Regions from separate parts of the Mus musculus genome. Here regions 2, 3 and 4 are each linked to region 1. Evidence: chromatin contacts called from public HiChIP or PLAC-seq, capture Hi-C and promoter capture Hi-C data. All regions are on one chromosome and are shown on one strand. Each heading gives the region's core, a stretch centred on a gene start, on an enhancer-like site or on the middle of the called end of the contact. The rest is flanking DNA. Distances are from core to core; before and after follow the strand shown. Region 1 holds the start of Snrpe (small nuclear ribonucleoprotein E). Region 2 overlaps Mdm4 (transformed mouse 3T3 cell double minute 4). Region 3 overlaps Pik3c2b (phosphatidylinositol-4-phosphate 3-kinase catalytic subunit type 2 beta). Region 4 holds the start of Mybph (myosin binding protein H).

The links. Promoter capture Hi-C pulls out the DNA fragments that hold promoters and counts their contacts. HiChIP or PLAC-seq counts read pairs in DNA pulled down with a chosen protein or histone mark. Capture Hi-C pulls out chosen DNA fragments and counts their contacts.
Region 2: a promoter capture Hi-C map of hippocampal neurons shows a contact between it and region 1, with 2.5 times the contacts expected there. The contact joins the enhancer-like site here to the promoter of Snrpe in region 1. A contact is called at or near these places in 12 of 39 promoter capture datasets (the 3T3-L1 cell line, 3T3-L1-derived adipocytes, the C10 cell line and 8 more), 11 of 484 Hi-C or Micro-C datasets (B cells, CD4 T cells, embryonic stem cells and 2 more), 1 of 115 datasets of contacts at active chromatin or transcription factors (bone marrow-derived macrophages) and 2 of 9 other capture datasets (embryonic stem cells and liver).
Region 3: an H3K27ac HiChIP or PLAC-seq map of large pre-B cells shows a contact between it and region 1, with 4 times the contacts expected there. The contact joins the enhancer-like site here to the promoter of Snrpe in region 1. A contact is called at or near these places in 6 of 39 promoter capture datasets (the 3T3-L1 cell line, embryonic stem cells, hippocampal neurons and 2 more), 3 of 115 datasets of contacts at active chromatin or transcription factors (embryonic forebrain, forebrain and large pre-B cells) and 3 of 9 other capture datasets (embryonic stem cells, embryonic tail and pancreatic islet).
Region 4: a capture Hi-C map of macrophages shows a contact between it and region 1, with 6 times the contacts expected there. The contact joins the promoter of Mybph here to the promoter of Snrpe in region 1. A contact is called at or near these places in 5 of 39 promoter capture datasets (the 3T3-L1 cell line, the HPC-7 cell line, liver and 1 more) and 1 of 9 other capture datasets (macrophages).

The regions. Positions count from the first base shown.
Region 1 is chr1:133,607,560-133,614,585 of GRCm38.p6, reverse strand. Snrpe (small nuclear ribonucleoprotein E) reads left to right here and starts at 4,306. Exons shown (of 5, transcript NM_009227.3): 1 at 4,306-4,422; 2 at 4,842-4,868; 3 at 5,627-5,689. The coding sequence starts at 4,369.
Region 2 is chr1:132,986,490-132,993,685 of GRCm38.p6, reverse strand. Mdm4 (transformed mouse 3T3 cell double minute 4) reads left to right here. Exons shown (of 11, transcript NM_001302801.1): 11 at 1,461-7,196. The coding sequence ends at 2,030. Among named protein-coding and RNA genes, the nearest start is that of Gm38687, 18 kb to the right of the region's middle. Within about 2 kb of position 1,930, at least 3 of the 459 cell types and tissues checked have an H3K27ac peak or open chromatin away from gene starts, as enhancers often do. A contact at or near this core is called in hippocampal neurons, where this site is marked.
Region 3 is chr1:133,080,409-133,086,713 of GRCm38.p6, reverse strand. It overlaps Pik3c2b (phosphatidylinositol-4-phosphate 3-kinase catalytic subunit type 2 beta), which reads right to left. Exons shown (of 33, transcript NM_001099276.2): 12 at 5,631-5,753; 13 at 1,729-1,896; 14 at 1,102-1,213. Among named protein-coding and RNA genes, the nearest start is that of Gm51647, 10 kb to the left of the region's middle. Within about 2 kb of position 2,238, at least 77 of the 459 cell types and tissues checked have an H3K27ac peak or open chromatin away from gene starts, as enhancers often do. A contact at or near this core is called in embryonic stem cells and pre-B cells, where this site is marked.
Region 4 is chr1:134,191,123-134,198,381 of GRCm38.p6, reverse strand. It overlaps Mybph (myosin binding protein H), which reads right to left and starts at 4,934. Exons shown (of 11, transcript NM_016749.2): 1 at 4,656-4,934; 2 at 4,434-4,568; 3 at 3,638-3,805; 4 at 1,324-1,412; 5 at 836-1,031; 6 at 513-652. The coding sequence starts at 4,878.

The DNA.
Region 1 (7,026 bases), core at 3,057-5,556:
AGAGGACCCAGGTTCAATTCTTGGCACCCACGTCTGCTCACAATATTATCTATTTCCAAGGGAGCCAACGCCCTTTTCTGTCTTCTGTGGGTATCTGTCTCGCATGTGGCACCCAGACATACGTGCAAGCAAAACATTTATACGCATATACATCTTTTTAAATGCCATTCTGTACTTTATTTAAAATTTTTCATATTTTCTTTTCTTTTTTTGAGACAGGATTTCTCTGTGTAGCCCCGGTTGCTTTGGAACTCTGTAGACCAGGCTGCCCTCGAACTCAGAGATCCACCTGCTTCTGCCTCCTGAGGGCTGCGATTAAAATCATGCACCACCACGCCCAGCTATGAGAGAAATTTGAAACAGAATGACAAGAAAGTTTTACAATAAAATCCAGGACGTTACCTAGCTTTAACAATTACAAATTCATAGCCAACATATTTCATATTTACCTATTTTTATGAGTGTTTGCCATCATGTATGTATATGTAGTACTTGTGTCCCTAGTGGCAGCACAGGGTTATAGCACTGGAGTTACTGTTGCGAGCCACCATGTGAGTCCAGGGAACCTAGGCTAGCTAGGTCCTCTATAAGAGGGGTAAGTGCTCTCAAAGGCTGAACTGTCTTTCCAGCCCCTCAGCTAATCTTGTTGCTCTCTTCCCACACTGTTGTCCCTATTTAGGCTCTCAGGGCTGGAACCTCTCCAGGGTAAGACGAAGAGGTAGCTTGGGCACAATTTAAGGAAGTGCTTATTCTTGGGGTTATAGTTACACACGTACATGTGGTTCCCTAAATTCTGCTATAACCTAGGTTGAGACTGGGGTCAATCTCAAGCCACACACTCCATTGCTTGCTTTCCCCCATCAGGGTGCCACTGGCTGACCTCTCCTGTCAGGACACAAGGGATGAAAAGAGCTCCTTTACTCTCGATGACAGTTGCACTGTACTACAATCTGTGGAATCATTGATTCCTTATAGACCAACAGACTTGATGTCCTGTCTATATTTCCAACAATGGTACAAAAATCACATTATAGCAGGCTTAAGTTTGTCTAGGGATAGGGGGGAAAGAGAAGGGATCAAAGCCAAGGCCACGTGTAGGATTGTTAGTCCTACACTACCAGAGAGCTAAACCCAGACTTAAAAAACAAACAAAAACCTCTGAAGAAATAAGTCAATAGTATGTACTGGAATTTGACATTTAAATTTAATATTGATATTAAATTTAATAGTAACACAAATTCCAAATGTAATTTTAAAAAATTGGTGATCTAGGTGCTGGACAGATGGCTCAGAAATCAAGAGCACTGGCTCCATTCCCAGAGGATCTGGGTTTGATTCCCAGCACCCACATGGTGGGTCACAATCATCTGTAACTTCAGTTCCAGGAAATCCAATGCCCTTTTCTGGCTTCCATGGGCACCAGGCACACATGTGGTGCATAGGCCTAGTTACAGAAACACCTCTACACATAAAAGGCAAATAATATTGTTTTGCCAAGCAATGGTGGGCACATCTTTAATCCCAGCACTTGGGAGGCAAAGGCAGGAGGATTTCTGAGTTTGAGGTCAGCCTGGTCTACAGAGATTCCAGAATAGCCAGGGCTACACAAAGACATTCTACTAATAAACAAACATAAACAACAACAAAAAACCAATAATGTTTTAAAATTTGATAATCTGATTCTAAAGTTGAATAAAGGAAAATTCTACTTACTTCCCACCAAATAATATATAAAGCTAGAATACTTACAAGTAGTGATACTAGGTCATCAGTAAACACAAGATACCTGGACAAATCTAAACCATACAAATCAACCAACCAAAACTCCTTAAACATTGTCCACTGTCCTCTACGCAGGCTAGAACACCACATTTCTACTTACGATGTGTTCCCATGCATGTAAGTATATGTTTTGTTTTTGTTTTTGTGTTTTTCAGCTTTTGTGTATCAACAGCTATCCCAAAGCTTGCTTTGTGGGTGGCCTCAAACTCAGAGATTCACCTGCCTCTATCTTCTAACTACTGGGATTAAAGATGTGTGCTACCATACCCAGCAAGTGTATGGTTTTTAATGTATTTCTTTCCTTCCACTTTTACATAGAATCCAGGAATTGAACTCACATCACCAGGTTTCATTGCTAGTGCCTTTACCTGCTGAGTCATCTTGCTGGCCCTGGAAAATAATTTTGTTTTAAGAACAAAGAAATCATACAACATTTCTGATGAGTTGTAGAATCACTTAAAAGAATTGTTTATAGGATTCAACTAACCAAAGTTTAGGAATCAGAAAATGCATAAGCAAGTGGTGAGGTGTCTTTGCATTTCAGATGGAGTGGGTCTCTGTGGGTTCTCTCCACTCTGCCTTTGTGGGCAGTAAATGCTTTTTCTCATGTTTGGAGTGTAATAGATTCTCTTTAAAGAAATAATTTTCCCATGTAAAAAAATGTAAGTCTCTTTTTGTAGCTTAAAAATAGCTTTCAGCCAGGTGTGGTGGCACATGCCTTTCGTCTCAGCACTCTGGAGGAAGAGGCAGGTGGATCTTTGTGAGTTCAGACCAGCCTGGTCTGCATAGCAAGTTCCAGGACTGCCATGACTACAGAATGAGACCCTGTCTTAAAAAAAAAAAAAAAAAAAGCTTTCATCGTAATACTTTTATAGATTGGCGCTCGTGTTATTCTCATCTGAAGAAGACCTTAGGTAAGCAAATTTAGATTCTGTTATTTGACCTAAGTGGTATCTCCTAAAGTGCCAGCCAGTCCCCTTAGATGCCATCCAAAATCCTTTCAAGGCTCAGCTTCCTTGTTAGAAAGAGAATATTTAAATAAATGTTAAATATTAAATATTTTAAAATATTAGATAGACTTTGAACCAGGCCACAAGCCCTGTCCTAACAGAAAACTGAGTAGGCTTGCCTACTACTAACATAGGCATGGTTACTAACTAACATAGGCATGGTTACTAACTAACATAGGCATGGTTAATCAGGTTAATCAGTCCCTTTTCTTGCTACTTGTGTTGTGGGGTGGGGGACGAGGCTTTAACACACACACACACACACACACACACACACACACACACACACACATCCAGATAGCTCCTGACTTACAATTCTTCATCCTAAAGATGGTGTGAAAGCAATATGAATTCTGTAAAAAAAAAAAAATCAGACTTTGCATTTTAAATTTTGATCATTTCCCTGGTAAGCAGCTCTAGGTACTTTCTGGTGAGGTGGGGGGCAGCTGCAGCTTCAAGAAAGGCTGCTATGTTGTGTTGCTAAGCGATGGCATTGAGTAGACTAGGCATATACATTTTCAACAATTTTCTGTGTGCATGTGGAGGCCAAAGGATGTCATCAAGTGTCCTTCTGAGTCACTCTTCACCCTACCTTCTGAGACAGGGTCTCTCATTGAACCTAGGACTTGGCGATTAAGTTAGACTAGTTGGCCATCCAGCCCAGGCACCCTCCTTCCTGTCTCTGGAATTACAGGCATGTAATTTTGTGTAGGTGCTGGTTGACAGACCTCATGTCCCACCTACCGAATCATCTCCCCTGGGCCCAAGGTATCTGCATTAAATGCATTTTTTTTTAACTTACATTTCTAACTTACCTTAAGTTTATCAGGTTGTATACCATGTAGGTTGTTTTGTTTTGAAACAAGGCCTCATGTAGCTTAGATCTGGAACGTACTACTTAGCTTAAGGTCATACTCACCTTGCGCCTTCCACAAGCTGAGATTACAGATGTGTTCTAGGAGCACCTGTGCACTACTACCTCCCTGAATCTTCACCTCCTGTCCCCTTGCGGGACGGAGATGCTGAGGCCTAATGACTTAATTATCACCGGTCACACAACTGAGAGAGATCTGAGTCCAACAAGCCGATTTCAATACCTCCAAGCTAGTTAGATTGCCATCTTCAGTTGCCACTGCAACAGTTAACTCTGCATAAAGGTGATGAGGGTTGAATCTGTTATTGAACAAGCCACAACTCCACCACTGCTTCGGGCATGACCATCTAGACTAGCTCTGGGGCCCAAAACAAATAAGGGGAGTCTGCAGATGGTTCTGGACAAGATGCCGCCTCTAAATTCCAGAGCAGCTCTCAGAAGAGCACCTAGGCAGAGGCAAGCCTCTCAGCCTACCTCCAGGTGGCGCTGTAGGACCGACCTCGACTTCAAAGAGCGGTTGAGTCGGAAGGCCGCCGGCGGAGTCTATCAGCATAGAGAAAAAGCGGCTCCTGGCCTAGAGAGGCGTTCCCCAGGACCGGCCCGCGTCGCCGACGACCACTGCACTTCCGTTTCCGGGTCTTGCTTCCGGAAGTCGCTTTCCGAGGCGGCCTTCCTACTCGTGTGGTCTTTGTGACTTCCACCATGGCGTACCGCGGCCAGGGCCAAAAGGTGCAGAAGGTGATGGTGCAGCCCATCGTATCCTACGCTGCGTGAACTCGGGGCTTTGGGGGCCGTAGGCGCCGTGAGCGTGGGCGGGGAGCCGGGCAGCCCGCTGCGGGCCGCTTCCCGTGAGGCCCTGGGGCGAACGGGGAGGCAGGAAAGCGCGCGGAGTTGAAGGGCGGCGGGAGGCGGGAGGCGGAAGGCGGGCTCCGGGTGGACCCGGCCAGGCTGGCGATCCGCGATGAAAGCGGGGGATACCGAGGAGGAGAGGAGGATGTGGGCCATCGGGAAGGTTGGAGAAACGAGGGCGGTGGGGAGGGAGCGCATGCTCCCGGCGGTCGTTTGTGCTTGCGGATGTAGCCCGGCCGGACCTTGGGGCGCTGGAGAGTCCGGCGCGGTTGGGAGCGGAGGCTCCGCTGTTTGTGTAGTTCTTTTCCTTGATCGCCGTGCTGCAGAACCTTATCTTCAGATACTTGCAAAATGTACGTAAGTTGTTTCCTTACTGTTACTGAAATGAAAGTTGGGCCTGTTTGACTCTTTGTAACAAATTCTCTGTTTCTAGTGCTTAGACTAAAAAATTGGGGGGGGGGGAGAACCAGAGTTGAGGATAAGGTCACAGGGAAAGCGCTAATTATTAATATGTCCGTGCTGACTTAAGGATGCACACAGTTACCATTATTCTGTAAGAACAATGTAATTATATTTACTATTAAAATTACTCTGTAAGAACGATTTGTCATCGGATTTAGCAGTGACAGTTGCATAGTGCTTTTTCCATAGTTGGACTTAGAATGGAGAAAAGACACCAAAGCGGGGTTTGGGGGAGTGGGGGCGTTATATACAGAGAAGCGAGTGGCAAATGCTCTTCTTTGAGGAGATTTTAGCGATGTTTATTTTAGAGTGTTACAACACAGATGAAAAATCGTTTTAAGCCATTGTAATTTTTAATCGCCAGATTCGCTTTGTACTATCCTGTGAACAGTTCTAACTGTAAGTGTATTCATGCCAGAAGCAAAAATAAATTTTCAGAGTAGGAAAATTAGTTTGGACAGGCCTGCCCGAGCACTTATTAAATGTTTCTCAGCAGGTTAACCAGTGTTGCTAGCTCTTAGATGAAGACTAACTAGTTCTAGTTTTTGGCTTATATTTATTGGAATTTTTAAGATAAGTCGTTTATTGTGGAAACAAAGTAATGGAGTGGGATTTGTTTACATTTCTAAAGTCATTATTTTTATTTCAGAGATCTCGAATTCAGGTGTGGCTGTATGAACAAGTGAATATGCGGATAGAAGGTTGTATTATTGTGAGTACCCAGGCTATTTTTCCTCAAGTTGTTATTAAAAAAGACATCTCAGAAGATGGCCAGTAAGAACAATATACAAGGCGTCAAGGACCCAACCCAAAGAAAGCTCTTCAGAGCTGGAGTTATTTATTTAGCCTTTTCTCCTTGCTCTGGTTAATAGGGTTAGATAATACTTCTCTTAAGAGGAAGGGAAGGGAGAGGTTAGGCGGTGGTGGCGCACGCCTTTAGTCCCAGCACTCGGGAGGCAGAGGCAGGCGGATTTCTGAGTTTGAGGCCAGGCTGGTCTACAGAGTGAGTTCCAGGACAGCCAGAGCTACACAGAGAAACCCTGTCTTGAAAAACCAAAAAAAAAAAAAAAAAGGAAGGGAGAGTTAAGACTTTTAAGAAGAGCTTCGTTTGTGAGGAGAGGGAACAAAAACAAAATGAGAGGGGGGCGGGGAGTGATAAAGGACTTGCATTCTGGATTAGATCATGCCAGAATAGAGCTGGTGGGGGTGAGACTTATGGTTTGTTAGGCTTCTATCGTGATGGTGTTGGGGATCAAAGTACCTGCTCTACCACACAGCTACCATGGCAATAAGTTTTTGTTGTTATTTTAGATTTATTTGTCTGAGTGTTTTGCCTGTGTGTGTTTAATGCCCAAACAGGCCAGAAGTTGTTGGCTCACCTGAAGATGGGTGATTGTGAGCTTCCATGTAGGTGCTGGGAACCAAACCTGGGTCCTTTGCAAGAGCAGCAAGGAAGGATTTGTAACTCCACCACCTCTCCCGTCTCTGTTTTTCCTTTGTGTGAGGCAGAGTCTTTTAAGAGAGACTTACACATGGAAATCCTCTTGTCTGAGCCTCTTCAATGTTTAGATTAATAGCCATGAAAATGGAAAAAAAATTTTTTTAAAGATTTATTTATTTTTATGTGCAATGGTGTTCTGCCTACTGTTATTTGTGTGAGGGCACCAGATCCCCTGGGACTGGAGTTATCAACAGTTGTGAGATGCCATGTGGGTGCTGGGAATTGAATCTGGGTCCTCTGGAAGAAAAGCCAGTCTTCTTAACTACTGAACTGTCCAGCTCTGGCATTGTTATTTTGAGGCAAGAAATTGCTATGTAGCCCAGTAAAGGCCTTGAACTTCCCATCCTGCCTCAGCCTCCTGAGATTTACAGACGTGCTCAGCCTCACTTTTTTTTTTTCTTTTTTGCATCAAGGGAGTGAGTGGGGTTGCTTTGTACATACTCATATGTGTGGATGTATGTGCTAGAGGTATCTTTTATTGCTCTCTGCTTTTTGAGCCTGGAACTCATGGATTTAACAAGACTAGTTGGCCAGCACTAGGTGCGGCT
Region 2 (7,196 bases), core at 681-3,180, 620 kb after region 1:
AATAACAACACAAATTCTTTGGTTGTCTGGCAGGATTGATGTAGAGTTGCTCAGAATAGTCCTGTTACTTTGCCTACTTGAACAACTTTCTTATCTAAGGACAGATCTATAAGTTAATGTAGCAAAATAATTTACCAGCATCTGTTAACAAGATGCACGTGAGCTGGCCAATGGTGGGTCTCTCTGAGTTCTAGGTCAGCTTGTTCTACAGACAAGTTCTATGATTGCCAGAGCTACTCAGAGAGACCCTGTAGAAATACCAAACAACAACAAAAACCCACTTCAAGTGAAACAAGCTTAGTTTCCATACAGTTAATATAAATGGAGGGTTACTAAAGAAGAGTTGATAATTCAGCTTTTAGGTAATAGATCTTAAGTTTGTTACCAAGTGACAAATCTAAACCCAAGTGTATACTTTGAGGGCTTTTTATTTTCCTTCCATTTTTTTTTTTTTTAAATCAAGTTTCCTCTGTAAATTACTCACTATGGAGGCTGGCTCCCAGTTCTACTTTTTCCAATAAGGCCATGTCTTAGTCAGTGTTCTATTGCTCTGAAGAGACACCATGACCAAGACAACTCTTATCAAAGGAAACATTTAATTGGGGCTTGCTTACAGTTTCAGAGGTTTTTGTCCATTCTCAACACAGCAGGGAACAGGGTGGCATGCAGGCAGATGTGGTGCTGGAAAAGTAGAGTTCTAGATCTGGATTGTCAGGCAGCAGGAAGAGAGGGCCACTGGACCTGGCATGGGATTCTGAAAACTTCAAAGCCCACCTACAGAGACATACTTCCTACAACAAGGCTACACCTCTTAATTCTTTCAAATAGTGCCATTCTCTAGTAACCAAACATTCAGATCTGTGAACCTTTGAGGGCCATTTCAATCAACTCAGATTAACACCAGCTGGGGACTAAGTATTCAAATGTTAGAGACTTGGAGGGGATATTCATTCAGATTACCACATCCTGAAAGCAATGCAGTCTGTGTGTTACCAAATCATTGATTCTGTCAATACTAGGCAACTCCAGATAACTACCTTGAAAGTTAGCAAGGATTTAAATTTTAAACCTGTTTTGTCTGTTTATTAATTGATTGTATATGAGTGTTCTATCTGTATGTACACCTGTATGACAGAAGAGGGCATCAGATCCCATTATAGATGGTTGTGAGCTACCATGTGGTTGCTGGGAATTGAATTCAGGACCTGTGGAAGAGCAGTCAGTGCTCTTAGCCGCTACCCAGTGGTTAAGAACATATTGGCTGTTCTTGTAAAGGTTTTTTGCTTTGTGACTATGAAATTTGTTCAGGTCTCAGGTTGGACCACTGGTATGGAATGTTTTGACACTTAGTGAAATGTGAATTTGGCCTGTCTTTTAGAATTATTTGTTTTTCATTACTGTGGGGATAGTGAACACACATTTGTCTCAGCATCAGTTTTAATTATTTTAACTTCTCGTAGGATGAGTGGCAGTGTACGGAATGCAAGAAGTTTAATTCTCCAAGCAAGAGGTACTGTTTTCGTTGCTGGGCCTTGAGAAAGGATTGGTATTCGGATTGTTCTAAATTAACTCATTCCCTATCTACATCTAATATTACTGCCATACCTGAAAAGAAGGACAATGAAGGAATTGATGTTCCCGATTGTAGGAGAACCATTTCAGCTCCTGTTGTTAGGCCTAAAGATGGATATTTAAAGGAGGAAAAGCCCAGGTTTGACCCTTGCAACTCAGTGGGATTTTTGGATTTGGCTCATAGTTCTGAAAGCCAGGAGATCATCTCAAGCGCGAGAGAACAAACAGATATTTTTTCTGAGCAGAAAGCTGAAACAGAAAGTATGGAAGATTTCCAGAATGTCTTGAAGCCGTGTAGCTTATGTGAAAAAAGGCCTCGGGATGGGAACATTATTCATGGGAAGACGAGCCATCTGACGACATGTTTCCACTGTGCCAGGAGACTGAAGAAGTCTGGGGCTTCGTGTCCTGCTTGTAAGAAAGAGATTCAGTTGGTTATTAAAGTTTTTATAGCATAGTTGAGTCAGTCACAGAGAAATACTAGGAGGACCAGGTCATTTATCAAAAAAATCAGTATTCTTAGAGGCAGGGGCAGAAGATCACCAATTTTGATGCCAGTCTGGGCCATATAATGAGATCTTAGTCTTAAAAGGATCAGTATTGAGCATCTTTTATAAATGTGACCCATTGCATATGTTTATTTGTATAAGCATATATGAACTTTTAGCTAAGTTTTGAGGGTTTCATTAGTGAGAAGATACTTTGTTCTTCCAAATTGTGAACCCAGAGGGAATAATATCAATACAAACATAGCAATGCATTCTTTTATTCACTTCCAAATTATTGCAAGAATAATACATTAGTTGATTTATTCTCTACCCTGGTGTTATGTAATGTTCTTGAGGCATCAAAATCTAAAGCATTTATTAAATACTGGGGCTAACACTGAAGAGGACATATCCAGTCAGTCGCTCATTGTGTAGTCAAGGATGACCTTAAATTCCTGATAGCTGTCTCTACCACCTATGTGCTCATAGGCTCATAGGCCGCCCCACTAGCCCATCTGAAATCTCTTAGTTTTAGGTCAGGTAACACAGGTGTACATCTCTCCACAGCCTTATTATCAGTTCCAAAAAGGAAAGGCACAGACTTTGTTGCCCACACTTTGCATTTGTCTCTCAAGCTGGCTGGGTGTTTTGTGTTTTGTGCTCTGCAGCTGTTCACATTCTGAGGCAGTGGCCTATGATAAGGCTTGAACAGTAGAGAGGAGGAATGTAGCAGCTGTGAAAGGAGGGGAACAAATTGATCTCTTCAATTCTGCTTAGTCATTTTAGACCACATCAACTTAGTATAATATCAATATATGAACTGAAGATCTTCACGCTGAATCCCGTATGCCTGTTCTGTGTCCACTGAACACATGGCCATCTTGATGTTTCCCCAGGGACATGAGAACATCATTTTAAAGACCAAGTCCCTAGAACTATTGAGCTTGAGGGCAATCTAGCTGTCTTGGCTTTTCCTATGGCTCCTGCTGTTAGAAAGGGGGAGATGCATGGTATCCAGTCCCCTTAATGTCATTATGTCCCTGCTGGACTGGGACCACTGGGGCTCCTCTAATTACTACTAAGAGGAGCTATGTTAGCTTTATCTTGCATTGATCCCATGTTCCCTGTCTGTCCCATGCTCTACCATTAGACCCAACTTTACCAAATTCTCACTGGATCAGTTATCATAGTTACTCTTTAATTTTGATGACAAAGCACCAATGCAAAATATAAAAGAAAGCATTTAATGGGGTTTGCTTTTGAGAGGGTTAGAATCCATGATGGCAGGCAGGGACAGCTGAGAGCTCACATCTTGATCTGCAAGTAGAATGCAGAGAAAAAGAGAGCCCTGGAAAACCCCAGGGCCTGCCCCCCCAGTGTCGTAATTGGTCTACCTTTTCCACCGACTGGGGTCCAAGTATTCAAACTTAAGAGCCTGTGGTTTATATTCTCATGTAAACCACCACATTCCATGAAAAGAATTACTAATTACTGTGCTGCAGAACCAGTATTAGGCGTTCTGGACACCTCTTCTATCAAAGAAATTACTTTTCACTCCAGGCTTAGGCAAATTCTTAGGACAAGGGTAGAAGGCAGCCACATTCTTTGTCAAACATAACCAGAATAAGTCTTTAGCCAGTTGTTAATAGTTGTTCTACCCTGCAGCCTCTTGATCTAGGCTTCCTCTCAGTACTAACTGTCTTTTAGGCTCCAACTGGACCCATTAAGCTCTGTTTACAGCCTTGAACCCTTTCTTAGTCCAAAGTCTTACACATTCCTCCAAAAAAACCACATGGTCAGGTCTTTCACAGCAAAGATCCACTTCCTGGTAGTAGCTTCTGTGTCTTGGCTACTCTAAAATTGCTATGACAAAACATCCCGACCAAGGCAGAATGTACAAGAAAGCATTGAGTTTATGGTTTCAGAGGTATTTAGTTCATGATAGAACAGTTGAGAGCTTACATCTTGATCTGTAAGTAGGAGGCAGAGAGAGAACCCAGGGGATGGCATGGACTTTTGAAACCTCCAAGCCTTCACCTTGTGACAGACCTCCCCAACAGAGCCACATCTCCTAATCCTTTCCAAGTAGTTCCTCCAACTGGGGACCAAATACTCCAGCATGAGCATAGGGGAGCATTCTCATTCACACCACCAGTTTGCCGAGGAACTTTCCTAGCCATGGCTTGTCATTCATTGCTCCCAGTTGATAATTTCACTATTTGTAGCAAACTCAGTGGCCAAGTCCTTGCTATTATGGGTCTTCTGCTTGTATTGAAAATACTGCAGCTCCTGTTGGGGTTGCTGTGCAGTCTCTCTGAGGGACTGATAACAGACTTGTATATCCATATCTCCATGGCAGTGAGAAACGGTAGCTTAGAGGTAATCCTAGAAGCCATCACTCACAGTCCCTGCTTGAGAATAGGCTATGATATGTCTAGCCCTGGACTTTAGTCATTTCCTAGACATGGACCTGCTGGGTGGAATTGGGTCATTATGATGTTTAATTCCAAGCACTGCATTCAAAATAGGATACATGATATAGTATGTCAGCTTCATTCTAACGTTTCTCCTAATCTTTTGGGGCAGAGTCTTGCTGTTTCACCATGACTGGCCTGGGCCTTACCCTACATCTCAGGCTGGCCTCAGCTTTGCAGTGACCTTCCTGCTTTTGCCTCTCGAGTGCTGGAATTCTAGGCATGTAATGACTAAATTTCTTATTTTGCTTTTTATTTAAGTTTTTGTTACTCTATCTTGGACAAAAAGTGCAGAGCAGAGGTGTCGGATTACTAGGAAAGTCTCCAGGGCTTCGCTGTTACTGTGTTCCCCACAGGGACTTCCTGGTTGTTGACGTGCTTCTGTTTACTACTGTGTCAGATGAGCGACTCAGAGCTCGGCTTCAGATAGGTGTGACTGCCGCCCTCGCCCATTTAGGATGTAGTAGATTTATGATTGAGGGCTGGAACGGGTAGATTACATTGTACCGCCAAGCATTTGTGACTGTGTGGATATATATTCATTATTTATGTATATTTAGGTGTGTGTGATACTTTGCATGGTTTGAAAGAATCTATTCTGAAAGCCAGGATCATTTGTAACCTTTGTGTGTCAGTTCAATGTAATGTTGGGGCCTTTGAAAAGTTGATTGAGAAATTGGGGATCATTCCCAGTTCTCCGATGTTACTTGTTTAGTCCTCTTTAGAAAGAAAGACACTTTTGGACCAGCTGTTTCGCTGTTTTGTTCTGTTTCCATGATATTCTGTGAACCTCCATGGCTTTAGATACTGTGACTGTTATTTTCCTTTTTGCCCAAATTGTTGATTCAGTCTAAAGAATACTATTTTTTGATGCCTCTTACAATTCATGCATGTGCACACTATAGATTGATGCTACCTTTGCTAAAAATGTCTTAAGATAAAGAACTAGCTCTTTAGAACCTGCACTTCAAAGATAAACCTGGAAGCTGTCCTGTGCCAAAAGTAAAGTGTACAATGTTTACAGATGGGTGGAATTTTGCACTGCCATAGGGAACGGTGAGCTCGCATCACGGGGTTCCTTAGATGTATGGGTAGATAGTTGCAGTTGAGCTTATGAGAGGAACTGTGGAGCCCTCTAAGGCTAAGCTGCTAATGAGTATCCAAGACAGGTGGTTGGTGAACGTGACTCCCTAGACCTAGCTGGGGTCTTCTGTTGACAGCTCTTCATGGTTTGCAGACACTATATGTTTTCTTTAGAGGAGCTGCCAGCTCTCCCCTCTTGTGAAAGACTGTCTTGTAGACATTTTGAGATCTTTTGATGTAATGTGCAATCCCAAGTAATGCCATTATTGGTGAATGTAGCATTGTTAAACTTTTATTGTAAATTATCTCTGATCTTACCTTGATAGCCTTAGGGTTTTTTGTTTTTGTTTTTTTTTGTTATGTTTTCAGAGACAGAGTCTCGCTATTTGGTTTACCTAGAATTTGCTTTATGATTAGGCTGTCCCCAAACTCACAGATGTCTGCCTTTCTACCACCACGCCCATGTAACTGATGTTACCAAAAATGATCTCATATCCATGGTGTTGCTTATGTGTCTTTGCATAGGCGCCTCCTTCAGTCCCATCTAGGAGCACAGCACAGTAGAAGTCCATTTCTTAAGTGGGCAGAGTCAGAGATAAGCTAAGAGGGCAAGTAGTTGCTTCAGTGGTTTTTAGAGCTTGGCAAACGCTTTACTGAAGATTAGCATTGTGTTGTGACACTTGAGGGCCAATACGAGCATTTAATTTGTTACCTAAAGGTGCTTTGTGTTCTTAAACAGCAAGTATTTGATGTGTGTAAACATTTCCCTTCATTCTCCCTCCCTCCTCACCGTTTTTATGGTCTCCTATTTCTGAGTTAGCTGCATTTGGACATTGCTTTTATGCCAGAGGCCATCTGTCACCTTGGATGTTTAGAAGTACAGTGTACTTATGTAGGGTCCTCCTTGAGCCTGTCCTGAGCAGTGTTGTGGTTACAGAATTGCCTACGAGCTCCAACAGAGAGGTGGGGAAGCTGGGAGGGCACAGCTGTCTGGCTTCCTTTGTGGAGGTGTTGGTTTGTTTGAACACTAAGGAATTTGAGGTTAATCTTCCCCCTCTTCCTGCCCATAGTTTTCACTTCCCTTTCAGTAAGAACGACCCCCTAAAAGAAAACAGGAGGAGATGCAGCGCTTTAGGCCGCCTTAGCCAGCAGCTTGTGTCCTACTCTGGAAGTTGTAACCTACAGTTTTTCTCACCTGTAAAGCCAACACACACAGCTACCCGTTTCTACCTCAGTTTGATGTGGCGACTATGGAGGAACAACTCTTAAAAGCTCTGACTGCCTTGAAGATGGAGGAAGCTAGTGGTCTTGGTCGACTGTGCTCTGAGGTTTATATTGAGAATCCTTTATTCTGGAAGTGAGTGCGGTTCTCCTGACCGCCTGCTCAGTAGAACCTGTGTTGCCTGCTTTAAGTCTCTGCCCACCTGCCTGTCCTTTCCTTGACACTAGGCTCTTGATTAGGAAGAGTTGTCTCCAGATGCTTTGAGAAGCACATGTAAATCTAGATAGCACATTCTACCCTGATGGAACTTCCTTGCTTGTCTTGCTGTATAGGAATTCATTCTGTATACACTTGAGT
Region 3 (6,305 bases), core at 989-3,488, 530 kb after region 1:
TCACGCCAATAATCCTAGTACTCGGAAAGACTGAGGCAGGAGCATCGCTGCAAATTTGAGGTCAGCCCAATCTACACAGTAAGTTCCAGGCCAGTCAGCAATCATAGATAGAGAGGCCCTGTTTCATCCAAATCTTCCCCTCAAAAAAAAAAAAAAAAAAAAGGAAACATGGGCTGGGTTAACTCTCTGAGAGTTTAAGGCTAGTCTGGACTACAAAGCAAGTTCCAAGACAGCCAGGACTGTTACACAGAGAAACCCTGTCTCAAAAAACAAACAAACAAACAAACAAACAAACAAACAAAGAAACCAAAACAAAACAAAAAAACCCCAAAACGAATCAAAAATGAACAATGGGGAAGGTAGGGAAAGGCTGAGTTGAGATGCTTAAGGAAGACAGGATAGGCCCCACTTCAAAACCCTGAACGGCATTGACAGGGCAAGCCACTGAGAGTACCCAGGCTGAAGCTGGGGACCTCCTTGTGTGGTCCCAGAGGCATCCTAGCCTGTCTGGATCTGGTAGCACACAGTGAGTGAAGGCTCTATTAACTCTAGGGCCTGTGATCATCTGCTCTGAGCCACCAAAACATACATCCTCCTAAAGTGGGCATCAGAGCTGAACAATCCGGTTCGGTTCTCTAAGGGGCTCTGCTCTCTCACTCAGCACCTGACCCGTACCGGGCAGAGCCAAAGGTAAAACCATCTGCTAATGGAGTTGTATTCTGGATCTTTCTTCTTCACTGTCTGTTGGTTTTGCCACCCCCTATTCCACACCACAGCATCTCATGGGCTCGAGAAATGGGAATCACAACCAGGATTGAGGCAGCTTCTCTCCCACCCTCCCTCCAAAGAGAACATGTCCCTTGAGTGACTAGTGGGAACACTTTCCCTTGAGCCCTAAGAGAAGGGAGCGCCCAGCTGGATCTGACCTAGAAACATGAGGTCTCAAAGCAAGGGGAGCCATGGGTGGAGAAGGCCTCAGACCTAACTTTAGAGGATGCTGTGAAATTGAGGGAGGGGGATGTCTTCGACTCATGCTCTCCCATTTACTGAGATGCTTGGCCACATCTCATCCCATGCCCAGAGTTCCTAGCTGGGTCTCACCTGCAGGATAACACTGTCTGGCTGGTGGAAATTAGGCGCACTCCAGCGGGCACCGGAGTTTTCCTGTGTCGCTGGCCACAAGCCCAGGAGCTTTCGACCACAGGTCAAGACTCTAAGGCAGAAGGAGGGTAAGATGAGCCAACAAGCGGTGCCTACGCTGGGGGTTTCTCTCCTGCTCTCTTGTCCCCAAACCTTTTCTAGTTGAAGCTTCTCCCCCACTCCTGTCCCTTGGATTATCCCCAGAGGCCACAGGTCTTACTTCAAGCTCTAGGAGGGCTCCCATGGCAGAAAGCCTCTCTGAGCTTGCCACTCAGGTGACCCTTTGGCAGGGGTGTCTCCGTGCCTGGGTAGATGACCTCTGAAGTCCTTCTGATACAGGACCCCGTGACTTGTTACAGGGATAGTGTTTTCCCACGCCCCTCCCCCACCTGCCAGGTTACATCAATAGTCCGGGTCACCAGCTCTGTGCATTGACTTCTCTACAGGGATGGGGACCTCTGGGCTTCACAGTGAGCGCCATGTGGCCAACCCTTCTCAGGGAGTACCGAGTATAACTACCAGGCTTTATCTCCATCCCCCTTGCTCCCTTCCAAGGCTAGAAGCTGTTCCCCTGGCGCTCACACGTACTGCCTGAAGTTGAAGAGAGGGGTAGTGACCCAACCCAGAGCTTCAGGCACCCGCTTCTGCTTATTCGCTTCAGAGGAACCCCCAGGAGGGGGAACGGGCAGGGCATAGAGTGTGGCACACAGCAGAGTCTCCCGAGGTAGCCTGTTCACCTGCACTGGAAAGCAGATCCTAGGAAACAAGGGGATCAAAGTCAACAGCCTTGGGGGGGGGGGCTGGGGGCGGGGGGTGTAAAGTACAAGCAGAGAAGCAGCCTTCCACTCGGGTGTCACATATGTCCCAAGGCATGCCTCCCAAGGGACCAGGACAAGTCTCAAGAGCCTCTCTAGGAAGAAGCACCAGGTTCTCTGTCCCACCTTTCCTAGCCCCAGGGACCCCCCAAAACAGAGTCATGGGAAAAAAGAGAAGGGGCTTTTCAGAGAAGAGTGAGAAAGGAAACAGGCCAGGCCAAGACACGCATAAGCAGCATAAGCAGCGCTCAAGGCCAGATGTTCTTCACGGTCCGCCCTGACGGGGCCACACCCAGCCACACCCTCTGAGTTCAGGGTAAGGAGATTTGGGTGTGGGGAGGTGGAGAGAGCTGAGGGGCTGGGGAAAAGAGAGCCAGGGCCCACCCTGTTACCTTTCCGGGAAGCTGTCCCTGGGCCAAAGTCCACACTGCCACACCCTCCTGGCTGGCCCTAGGCCCGACTGCTGCTACACCCAAAGGGCACAGAGGCAGGGCCGCCACCCCCAAGGTCAGAGGTCACAGATAAGGCAGCCTCCCTCTTCACTGCCCCTCACTCCTGGGGAAAGTCTCCACTCAAAGAAGGCACTCAGCAGCCGCAGACTGGCACAATCCGGCTCTGCCCCAGCTGCTTCTACCCTGGGGGCCCCACAGCTATAATTAGGGCCCCTTCAGCAGCCAGGGGATATGCCAGGCTGGGTCTGGCCGGAGGTGACAGAGCATGGCTGCTGGGCCTATTTTGAGAGCAAGCTGATCCCATGTCCATCCAACTACAGTGGGAGGGAGAAGCAGCTGACCCCACAGCCAGGGAGAGGAAGTTGGTCTGGTCATCCAACAAGAGGAAGAGCTGACCCGTGGTATGGCCGTAATCCCAGCTCTTGGGAGGCTGAGGCAGGAGGACGGCTGGGATTTCAAGGTCAATTTAAGTCTGCATGAGTATGAGACCTTGCCGTGGGAAGGAGAGAAGGAAGGAAGGAAGGAAGGAAGGAAGGAAGGAAGGAAGGAAGGAAGGAAGGAAAGAAAGAAGGAAGGGGCAAACTGCCTTACTGAAACCATAATACAGAGAAGCAGGCAAGGCCTCCCCTTCCTCAGGTCCCAGTGTATCTGGGATTCCAATATGACCTTTCTAACCCTATGCCTCGGCTTGGTCAAAGGAACCACTACTTCTCCTGAAGAGCTGAGTCTTCTGGCCTAAGAAATTCTCCTCTCGGTGAGCCCTTCTCCAACACTATAGCACTGGGGCTACTGGGGTTGTGAGGTGCTGGGTGGGGCTCCTGCTTGGCCACTCACAATCTTGAGCATCTGAACTGACAGCTCCGCCCTTGGCACGCTCACCAGGAGAAGAGCAGCCTATATAGTTTGGGTTCTTTCTGCTGTGTGATATTAGTTATTACTCTGGACCTGGCTGATGTGACATAGATAGCATTTTCACACAAATATCCCCCTGGGCATTAGTCACTGCCAGCCACCTGGAACAGAGAAACAGGAACTGAGACGGTCAGAGCTTAGATGATGAGGACAGAAAAGGAGAGTGCATTTGCTTACCAAGCAGTAGATGGTGGACCAGGTTTGGTCTCTTTCCCTTTCTCAGTCTATCGCTCCCTCTCTCTGTCTCTCTTGTCTTATCTCATTATTTCACTTAGGCTGGTCTTGAACTCGTAACAATCCTCTGGCTTTAGTGTTTTAAGTGCTGGAGTACAGGTGTGGCACCCCATGCTCAGCTATCCAAAGTACTTTCCTATTTATTGGTTTGTTTCATCTTTGCGCCACTCATGAATCTAGGCAAACTCTCTACCACTGAGCAAGTTGTTTTCTTAGTGTCCTAACAACTCTGCCAAATCTTGGAGAGCACTCCTAGAACTGCCTCCATTGCAGGCTGTCTGTCATCTACTGAGGATGGCTGGCTCAAAGTTGAGTCCAGACCTTCAGCATGTCATGCCTTTTCCCACATGCCTTGGCCTTCATTAAGAAGGACTAAGAGGCTTGTGTGGCGGTGCAGGCCTTTAATCTCAGCACATGGGAGGCAGAGGCAGGTGGATCTCTGTGAGTTCACGGCCAGCTTAGTCTACAGAGTGAGTTCCAGGACAGCCAAGGCTACATAGAGAAACCACCTCCCACAGGGCCTGGTCCTGCGTAACAAGGTAGAGATCTTGACCCTAGCATGGAAGGACACCCACGTGGGAGGCTGGGCTGTGTCCATACCTCATACTCTGTCAGGGACCAGGTCCAGTGCTTAGTGAGGATAAGAGTCTCAATGGAGACTCTTGACTTTGGTATTCCAAACTGAACCCAGGTCTCACTACGTCGTCCAATCTGCCCTCAGGTTCACAGCCATTCTGCCCCAGCTTCCTGGTATTACAGGCCTCGCTTGCTTCTCAGGAGCCCCTTCATGCCATTACCTTGTCTGCAGGGTGTCGGGGCGTTCTAGTGTTTGTTAGCAAAAGCTGTACTTCATTACTGCTCTAAGAATGACCTAAGTGTGAAAACAGGCTATGCCTTCCCTCTAGTACCTTTATAAGACAATCTACCCAGACCCTTCAACTACTTATTTGAGAATCCTCCATCTCCCCGTGGACATTCTTCTGTCCCTGCCACCTGCATTCCACCCACTTACGTTGCATTTGCTGCTCTGTAAAGGGGGACTCAGACATAGTAGCCTGGAGAAGTGAAGGGGGGGAAGGGGGCACAGCAAGCAGGCACAGCAAGCAAGGGGCTTTCTGGCTGTCGGGAGGGTAAATAAGGTCCAACACAGACAAGCACTGGGGGACAAACCTGCAATCCCACCCTTGCGGTCCCCTTACCCCTCATTTCTCTCCTTCCTGAGATCACATTATTGTTAATAAACGGTACTTCATGCCATCTTGTGATGGTGGTTACTGTATTCATAACCTGCCTCAAGGTTAAGCAGGTGCTCTCAAGTCTCAATTTGAGAAGCTGAGGCCCCGACAAGTTAGAGAGAGCATGGGATTACCAAGAGAGCCAAGAAACAGAGCCTTATTCCTTGGCTCCATGCCTGTGCTTCCTTTCCTAGACAACCATCCCTGCTTTATCCATAATGGACAACTCAAGAGCCACCCCCACCCCCCATCCTTTTTGTAGGCATTGAGATGGGATCTCCTGATAGGCCTAGAACTTGCTATGTAGCCCAGTGTGGCCTCAAAACTACAGCCATCTGCCTCTGTCCCACTGAGTGCTAAGATTCTAGATTTGGTTTAATGCTGTTCTAGGGCTGGAATCCAGTGCCTTGCATATGCCAGTCAAGCACTCCAAGCTGTATCTTAGCCCCTTCTAAGAGAATGTTGAGAGAAAGGGAAGTAATAAAAAAAAAAAAATCTGAAGACCAGTTAAATGCTGTAAGAGAGGCAAGAGAAAAACAAGAAAGGTATTTTTAAAAACAGCAAGTAATATTTACATGACCCATTATAGAGTATAAAGAAGTTTTATGGGTACTTCCGGTTGGGTGTTCCTAATAACTTGAAAGGTAGAGATGGCGGCATGTTTGTCCCCAGGTAAGAGTCAGGAAATGACTCGGGAAGCTGGAGGATCTATCTGGATAAGGAGAGTTATGGAACCTGATTTGACCCAGGCTTGTGCTCAGTCTGACTGTCTACTGCTCCAGGGCATCCCTGAAGGAAGCAGGTTAGCTGCAGCCATCCTGGAGCTGAGAGAGAGGGCTTACTGCTGGTCCCAGATGATGAGGTGGAACAGGTACTTGGAGAAGTGAGCCCGCCGGGTCTGCAGGGGGCTGCAAAGTTCCTTGCCACCGTGGCTGAGGGAGCAGGAGAGGTAGAAATCTTCATAGCTGCAAAGCAAGCAGAGCGGTCAGTATACCTTGCCCTTCACACCAGCCACACCAGCCACACCAGCCACACCAGCCTCAGCCGCCCTGATGCCAACTTCCATTTCCTCTGGTAGACTTCTCTTCATCTTTGGAGGATGCAGCACGGGGTCAGTGTGAGGACCACCATGCCAGGCTTAAGGAACAGCAACCTGATCAGGACCCCTAGACCCCCAGAGTTTTAGGCACATGCTGAGTACAGGAGGTTTGGTTTTTTGTTTGTTGTTTGGTTTGTTTTTTTTTTTTCTTGGTCATTTCATGGGAATGGCTGTTTAGTCTCTTCCTTATAGTCAGCCACTGGTGTGTGTGTGTGTGTGTGTGTGTGTGTGTGTGTGTGTGTGTGTGTATGTGCAGGCAAGGAGGGTGGGGGAGGAAAGCGACATATGCTACCATGAATACCAGCACATGGGGGTCCCCGTGGCTCATGACAGGTGCCTGACAGAAGAGGTCAGAGAAGGCCCCTGTTTCCCAGGCTGCCTCCTTTGTTCTGCGCCAATCGCCCAGAGGAATACATTA
Region 4 (7,259 bases), core at 3,685-6,184, 580 kb before region 1:
GTTACCCTCAGCTCTTACATGGTTCTTGTCTTTCCTGCTTACTCTAACCCTCCTCAGAGGGGGTCATTCCATATCCCAGCTTTGGGAAGGCTAAAACCATCCAGCAGTGGCCCTGGGGGACTAGGAAGTAGGAGGAGGACCTCCCGGGTCACTCACATGAGCTTGCAAGCCTCACTACTCATCAAAGTATGGCTGCCAGACATGCAGCCTCATTACCTAGGCTCCGTTTAGATACGTGGCTTCCCAACACCCAGCCCAACCACCTGCATCAGAATCTACATTTAGCAGATTCCCAGATGATTTATATGCATGCTAAGATAGTTCTCCAGCAGTCTAGTGCAGTGTACCACACAGACTGAGGTACAGAGAGGAGAGAGGCTTGCCCAGGGCCACGTAGGGAGTCAGTCAGCAGTAGTTGGCCTGGACTTTCATCCAGAGCCTCTTAGCAGGATGAACCTTTTGAGCCCCGACTACTTCTCTCCCCACCCCCGTTAGGCCCCAGCCAGCCTCACCCCTGTCCTTTTGTCTGCCTTCTGTACTGTGTAGCCCAGGAGCTCTGTGTTGCCTGTGTCCTGGGGTGGTGTCCACTCGAGGGCAGCATTGCAACCCCAGACATCCAGTAGCTTGATGCTGCTCGGGGGCCCGGGCTTCTCTGCAGAACCAGATTATAAAGGCCAGTGAGAAGTAGGTCTGCGGCAAAGTCTCCACACCCAAGATTTGGTACCTGCATGGTACCCTAGCCTTCCTTCACCCCCACCCCACCCCACATCAGCTCTGGGGGTGGAAGGTTGAGGGCTATGGTTTCGAGACAGCCCTTTCCCCTCTGCCCATGTACCAATCACCAGGATGTCAATGCTGGCCTTGGCTTCCAAGCCTTCCAGATGCACGGTGAGCTCATAGCGGCCTGAGTCTGCGCGCTGAGCAGAGCGAATGAAGAGGATGGAGTCCTGGTCCCCGCTGCGCACATTAACTCTCTGGTTGTCCAGAGCGTGGCCATTGTGGGTCCAAGAGACCTGTGGCTTGGGCTTCCCCTGAAAGATGGGCTTGGGGTGAGTACAGATTGGTATAAGCACCCCACTCACCTCATTCTATCTGTGCCCGAGAAACCCACCCTACTGGCTCCACCGTTGTTGACCAGAGCCATGTCCTTTAGTGTGTGACCTGCCCTGGGGGCTGCCTAGCTCTCTACTCACAGCTGAGTTATATGCAAAACTGGGAAGTAGAGGCCATTTACTTCTAGGTCACTGGCTGACTCCTGCGAGAATCCTGACATCCCTAGGGCTCCCCTGACACACCAGGCTCTTACCAGTGAGCTAGGCCTACCTGGAAGGGGATTTGCAGGTTGACTGACTCTCCCACCTGGCGGATGTAGGTCTGACGAAGGTGTCGGGGAACACGGATCTTGGGGGCTTCTGAAGCAGGAGACGGAGAAAGCAAGTGTGGGTTCCGGGCTAGACATCACAGCTCCTACCTACGACGTTCCTACAGCTCGAGCTGCCTCTTCACCGGGAGAACAAAGCCTTCCATTCTGAGTCCCAGGGACCCAAATCCCTTAAGGCCCTTGGGGAGCTGAGAACTGAGAGGCTCCAGGGAGGTCAGAGACTGTACAGTGTGAACTGGTTGGTATCTCCGGCACTCCCTTGGCACCTCAACCTTGCCAGGCTGGGATTTGCCTTGAAGTCCAGGCATTCTCAGGCTCCAGATGGGCCTGGGTGGCTCTCTGTCTCCCCCTGGAGGGAGGCAGGTTCTGCACCCGACAGCCAGTGTGTCTAGAGAGGGAAGCAGTGTGTGCAACTGCTGATTCAGCATCCCAGGAGCCCAGGACTTTCTGAGGAAGTGAAACCTCACTGACTCAAGCCTCAACCTCCAGGCCTGCTAGGGGGCTCTAGTTCTTTGTACAGAAGTGAAAGCAGACACACAAACGTCTGCTCTTAGGCCTTTCAGTCCGCACAGTGTCATGGTGGCCAAGTCCTTCTGTAAGTCTTATGTCAGCCCCCTATTCTGGTAGGGGAGCCATTCCTGACTACGGCCTAATCAGGTGTGCCACTGGATGTGGAAGCTGCAGCAGCTGCCATTCCTGTCCCTGGGGGATGGTGTGGGGACTGAGCCTGAGCCTCCTAAGCAGCAAACAGGTGGCAGCAGTTGGTCACTGGCATGTAGGGGACAGAGTAAGAAGGAACACTGTGTCTCCAAGGATTAGCTGAGCAGGCACTTGGCTCCAGAACGCCATGGTTTGGAATGCTCCAGGGACAGCTCTGGGAGGCCAGGAATGCCTGGCAGCTCCAGGTGGCCAAGAAGGGGACAGCTGAGCAGCCCAGGATCCTGGACAGGGCCTCCACTCTCCCCTGCCCAGCTCATGAGAGGTCCGGCTGTTCCCTCCTTGTTCGTAGCCTCCTCCCCACTTTCTCTCCAGGAAATCCCCTTCTCTCCTGCCAGAGGAATTTTAATGGAGAGGTAGGTGCTGTGTCTGGCTTGCTTCTTCAACACCGGGCCTCAGAGACATCTCAGAGTCTGAGCTTCTTGGGGACCTGGGGGGAGGATCTGGGACTCTGCCAACCAGGCTGCAGGCAGCACAGACATCCTGCTGTTTACGTGTGTGTGTGTGGAGGGGGGGTGCTATCTCACCCAGATAATGCTCTTGAAAACCACCAGAGCAGATGTCCCGCAGCTTGGTGGCTGTGAACAGTCCTGTGTGGGCATCAGAAGCTGAGACTACAGAAAGACTGGGTGACTCTGTGGGAGTCTCTGGGGCCCCCTGGTATCTGCCTGGTCTGGATAATCTATAATAGTGTGTGGTTCTGGTCTCCTATGCCTTAGATCTTAAAGCAGTCTATTTCCTCAAATCTAAATTTGACCCCTTCTGTGGCTGAGATGCCTTCTCCTCCTAGAGGCCTTGACTAGAAATGTAGGGCTCTATCTCCAGCCTCCATCCATCACCTCAAGGAACAAGAAGGAAGATGGAGAAGGTCTCAGACACCTGCTTGCCCGTGTCTCTCTTCACTCTGGGGCCCCACACTGTCCCCAGATAGCTAAGACAGACCAAATGACTCAGTGTCATTAACAGTCTGAAACTTGATCCGCTTTGGGAGGGAGGCACTAAGGTTAATGCACCCTGCAAATAGAAATATTAGCAACAGGGACAGCAGCTGGCCTCTGGGTCTTCACAGGGGCACTGCCCTTTGGGGGATGAAGAAGCCTTCAGGGGCCCTTTATACAGCCTCTTTTTCTTTTCATTAGAGTCAGGATACAACATGGGGCAAACAGACCTTCCCTGTGTTCCAGAACCTCTAGAGAGCCTGGAACTCAGATTTGAGGAAAGAGCAAATGCTCTTCATAGCTTCAGAGATTAAGATTAGGATAGATGGCTTCTAGCACTGGGAGCTTGGCTTTGTCTCTGGACAAGAAGCTGTTCCCTGATGGGTGGGGGCGGGGCTGGACCATTTAGGGAGGTGGCGTCTTTGACCTCCTTCTTGCTGCTGAGGAGCCTGAACCTGTCACAAGGCAAGACACGTTGGCATGCGGATTGTGCATGTTAGCGTGAGATGGGGGGGGAAATGGCTGCTTGGGGTCTACTGACCATGGCCTCAGTTTCCCCATTACATCTAGTCTGTGAGCAAGAGGCGAGGAGTAGCTTTACCAGTGATCTCTTGGATGTGGACAGGCTGGTCCAGAACGGCTGGAGGGCCTGCCCCTGCTGAGCTTACTGCAGTCACACGCAGGAAGAACTTGTCTCCCAGGGCCAGGTTTCGAACCGTCTGCTGGGTCACCATCACGGGCCGGGGATTCACAGGCACCCATTCTGAGGCTGAGGGCAGCGGAGAATGTCTGGCTGTTAGTGATGTGGCAGGGGCACACACACACACACACACACACACACACACACACACCCCGGGTGGGGGTGGTTTCCTTTTCAAGGGTGATGTACACTAGCTGACCTCACTCTTGGGCTATAGTCTCTGACAGCTGGTGCTAGAGGTTTTTTTAGAGATAGGGATGCAGAAGGGCCGGAGAGGGCTGGGCACATTCACCAAGGCACACACAGCAAGGCAGCGGCAGAGACAGAGGCCAGGGTGAATGTGGCTGTCGGAGAGGGAGACTACTTTTCCAAGCTGTCTTGACTGTCTCCTACTTTACAGTCTCCTCCTCTGGATCTTCCCCAGTTTCTGCCTCCTGGGTTAACTCCCCCTGAAAAGGGTCCTCAGAGGCTACCTGGACCTGGAGGACAGGAGGTCCCCTGAGGTCATTGGACATCTCTGTGCATTCAGAGGTCCCTATGGAGCCAGGTGGTAGCAGTTAAGACCACTGCTCAGACCTTCTCCCTTTGTACGTCCTGGAGGTCCTGGAGTGACTCATTGCAGGGACTGTGCTCCTCCCTGCTGCCCCACCCCACCCCCACTCAGCTGGGTGGAAACAGAACTCAGCCCTGGGCTCACCTCCCTCTCGACAGAACTCCAACACATAGCCTTGAAGCCCCAGTTTGCCCAGCTTCTCGGGGGGCTCCCAGCTCACAGTCAAGGAGCTGTGGCTCACATCCTCCAAGGTCAGCCGCAGTGGGGCACTGGGGACATCTGGAGGAGGGGGGAAGCCAAGGTGAGTGGAAGAGCCCCTCCCTGCATACCCGCCACCCTTCTCCACCTTTCCCCACTTCTTGTCACCTTCACTCGGAGGTTCAGGCTTAGTGGCTGCGGGCATGGCAGAAGCTGCAGGAGCTGCAGGATCCTGTGCCTGAGGCTTCTGTGGCTCTGGAGCCTGCTCTTGCCCGGTGGACTCTGATGCTGCCACCTCTCCAGAAGGCTCTGTAGTGGGCACCTTGGCAGGCTCAGGTGCTGTCTCCTCTGGAGTAGAGACAGAAGCCTCAGAGGTGGCTTTTCCTGTCATTTTTTTAGCTGGTGTGTGTGGGGGGGTGTGTCAAGCTGGAGTGTTTAAGGGTCAGCAGTAGGTCTGGGCCTCCAGGCTAGGTTCATGCTTATAAAGGCAGGGGCTGCCCCACCCCCAGCAAACCATTCCCAGCTGTGGGGTCAGGTCAGGCAGGGGGACAGGGGGGCAGGGAGCACCCAGGCCAGGAATAGCTCTGGGGGAGGAACCACAAGGGCCCCTTGAGAAGCATACTACCTTGCCATCACCCCAGCTAGACCTCACAGCCAGGGTGCCAGTGCCCAGATCAGGGAGGGCATAGAGAGATGAGCTGGCACATCGCTGGGGCTGCAGGGGCTGGGTCATGAGACCTGCCACCTGGAAAGGAAGATCAAGTCAGGTCCATAAATCGGGTCTTCTCAGGGCCCCCTTGGGCCTGAGTCTCCTTGGAATAGAGCGTAGAATTAAGAATGCTTGAAGCAGTCTTCCCTGTGAGCACTGCCCCCTTGGCCTTCGCTGTCTCTCTTGGTCCCCACAGTCTCTGGGGATTCCCACTTGTGCTGTGTGAGGCTAAGGACCCCACAGAGGTGAGAATTGAGATGCTGGAGGTGAGGCTGGCCTGAGGCAGGTGCTCCAGCATGAGTCCTGGGAAAGGGGACTGTGGTGATCAGTCTTCAGCTGTTGTGACATCGCACCATAGGTTCTGTGAATTATAAACAAAAGAGGTGATCTTTCTCAAGGCTCTAGAGGTTGAGAAGTCGAAGATCATGCCCACTGCACCCCCTAAAGAGCTTTGTGGTGATTGGGATGTGGAATACAGAGAATGGGCAAGCCAGACAGAGGAAAATGGATGAAACACATGCTTTCTATCCAGTTCCCACTCTGGAGATAGCTAACCCACTTCCACAATGATATTAACCAATTCACAAGGGAAGTGTCCTATGGCCTAAAAACTTTTTAAAAGCCCCCCATCTTAATACTGTTAGTGACAATTAGAGGAATTTTAGAGGGAACATTCAAGCCAGGACCAAAAATGTCCTCAGGTTTCTGTTTCTGTGGGAAGGCTGGAAACTTGTTTACACTTATCCCCAGGCTTCAGCTTCCCTCCACCTACTGAGAACCCTCATGTCAGAGTGTAAGACAGGCAGGCCTGAATCTCCTGGCCTCTTAAAACGGGGACCTAGGCCCAGACTCTGCTAGTGTGGGAAGCAGGGCAGGTTCAGACAAATTCCTACTCACTGATTCATTTAGTCAAGATGTTAAGATTGGTAATAATTTGAAATCCAGAAAATACCATGTGTCAGGGAGGAGGAGGAGCAGTCAAATTTTTCTCTGTGGGTGTGAGTGTGGCTCAGAGAAATGACTTTGGGAAAAAAACGAGGCAGGGAGTTGGTGGTGCCTGATCAGTGGCTCTGAGCGTCCACCCTCTGGACTCCCAGGACACAGGATGAGACTGTTGACAGAGGCATCACTTGTAGCAGCAGCACAAGACTCGGGGAAATGGCTGTTTCTGAACAGCGGGTGGATAAACAACTGGAGCGTTCATGTTGTTCTGAAGCAGAAGCAAGATGACAGTGAGGAGCCACGGCTGATCTCACAGAGCAAGGGCCAAATCACAGAAACCCGATGAGATTCCTGTCCTTGAAGTCCAAATGCAGAGCCACCAGAATTCACATCTTCGAAGTGCATCCAGAGGTGGCAAGTCAAATAGAAGGACGGAGAGGCCAAGGGTATCCTAAAATGACAGCCTCCGGGTGAGGGGGCAGGATGGTTGTTACTATAGAGGTTCCAAAGTCGCATTGAGGTTTCCCCTTCAATACACAGAAACTCTTCAAACTAGACCAATATCCCTCACACGCTCTTAAGCAGAGATGCTGTGCCTCACAGTTCAGGAACAAATGGGCATGTAATTTACTTAAGGGCTGTCAACAGTATTCCGGCTCTCGCCTTTCCTGAGGACAGGAACACAGCAGTGTAGGTGCCTCTCAACCCCAACTGTCTCTGTGAGGTGTTAGTGGAGGTCCTAAGGAGCCTGTGTCCAAGTCTGCTTGGGTGTCCATGTCCTCTGTGAGGTGACTCAGAGTTGTGCTGGGTAGGGAGAACCGATCTCCAACCTGGCTTCTGACTCTGCAGCTATAAGCGAATGTGACTAACTCGGCAGGAGCCTGAGTCAGCCAAGAGAACCTGTCCCAAACTGGGAGAAGGGGGGCCTCAAGGGACAGGGACACTTCCTAGGAGAGCTCACAGACCTGGGGTTTTAAAGACCTTGTGTAGTAGGGTGAACAGTGGGCAGAAGCTAGAGCTGCTTGGCCCACCAATCAGCAAGAAATGCCAGGTAACCTCTACCCCTAAGAACCTGGCCAAGCACCTTGCCTTTAGCAGAGTGGCAACCTTGGAATCAGCTA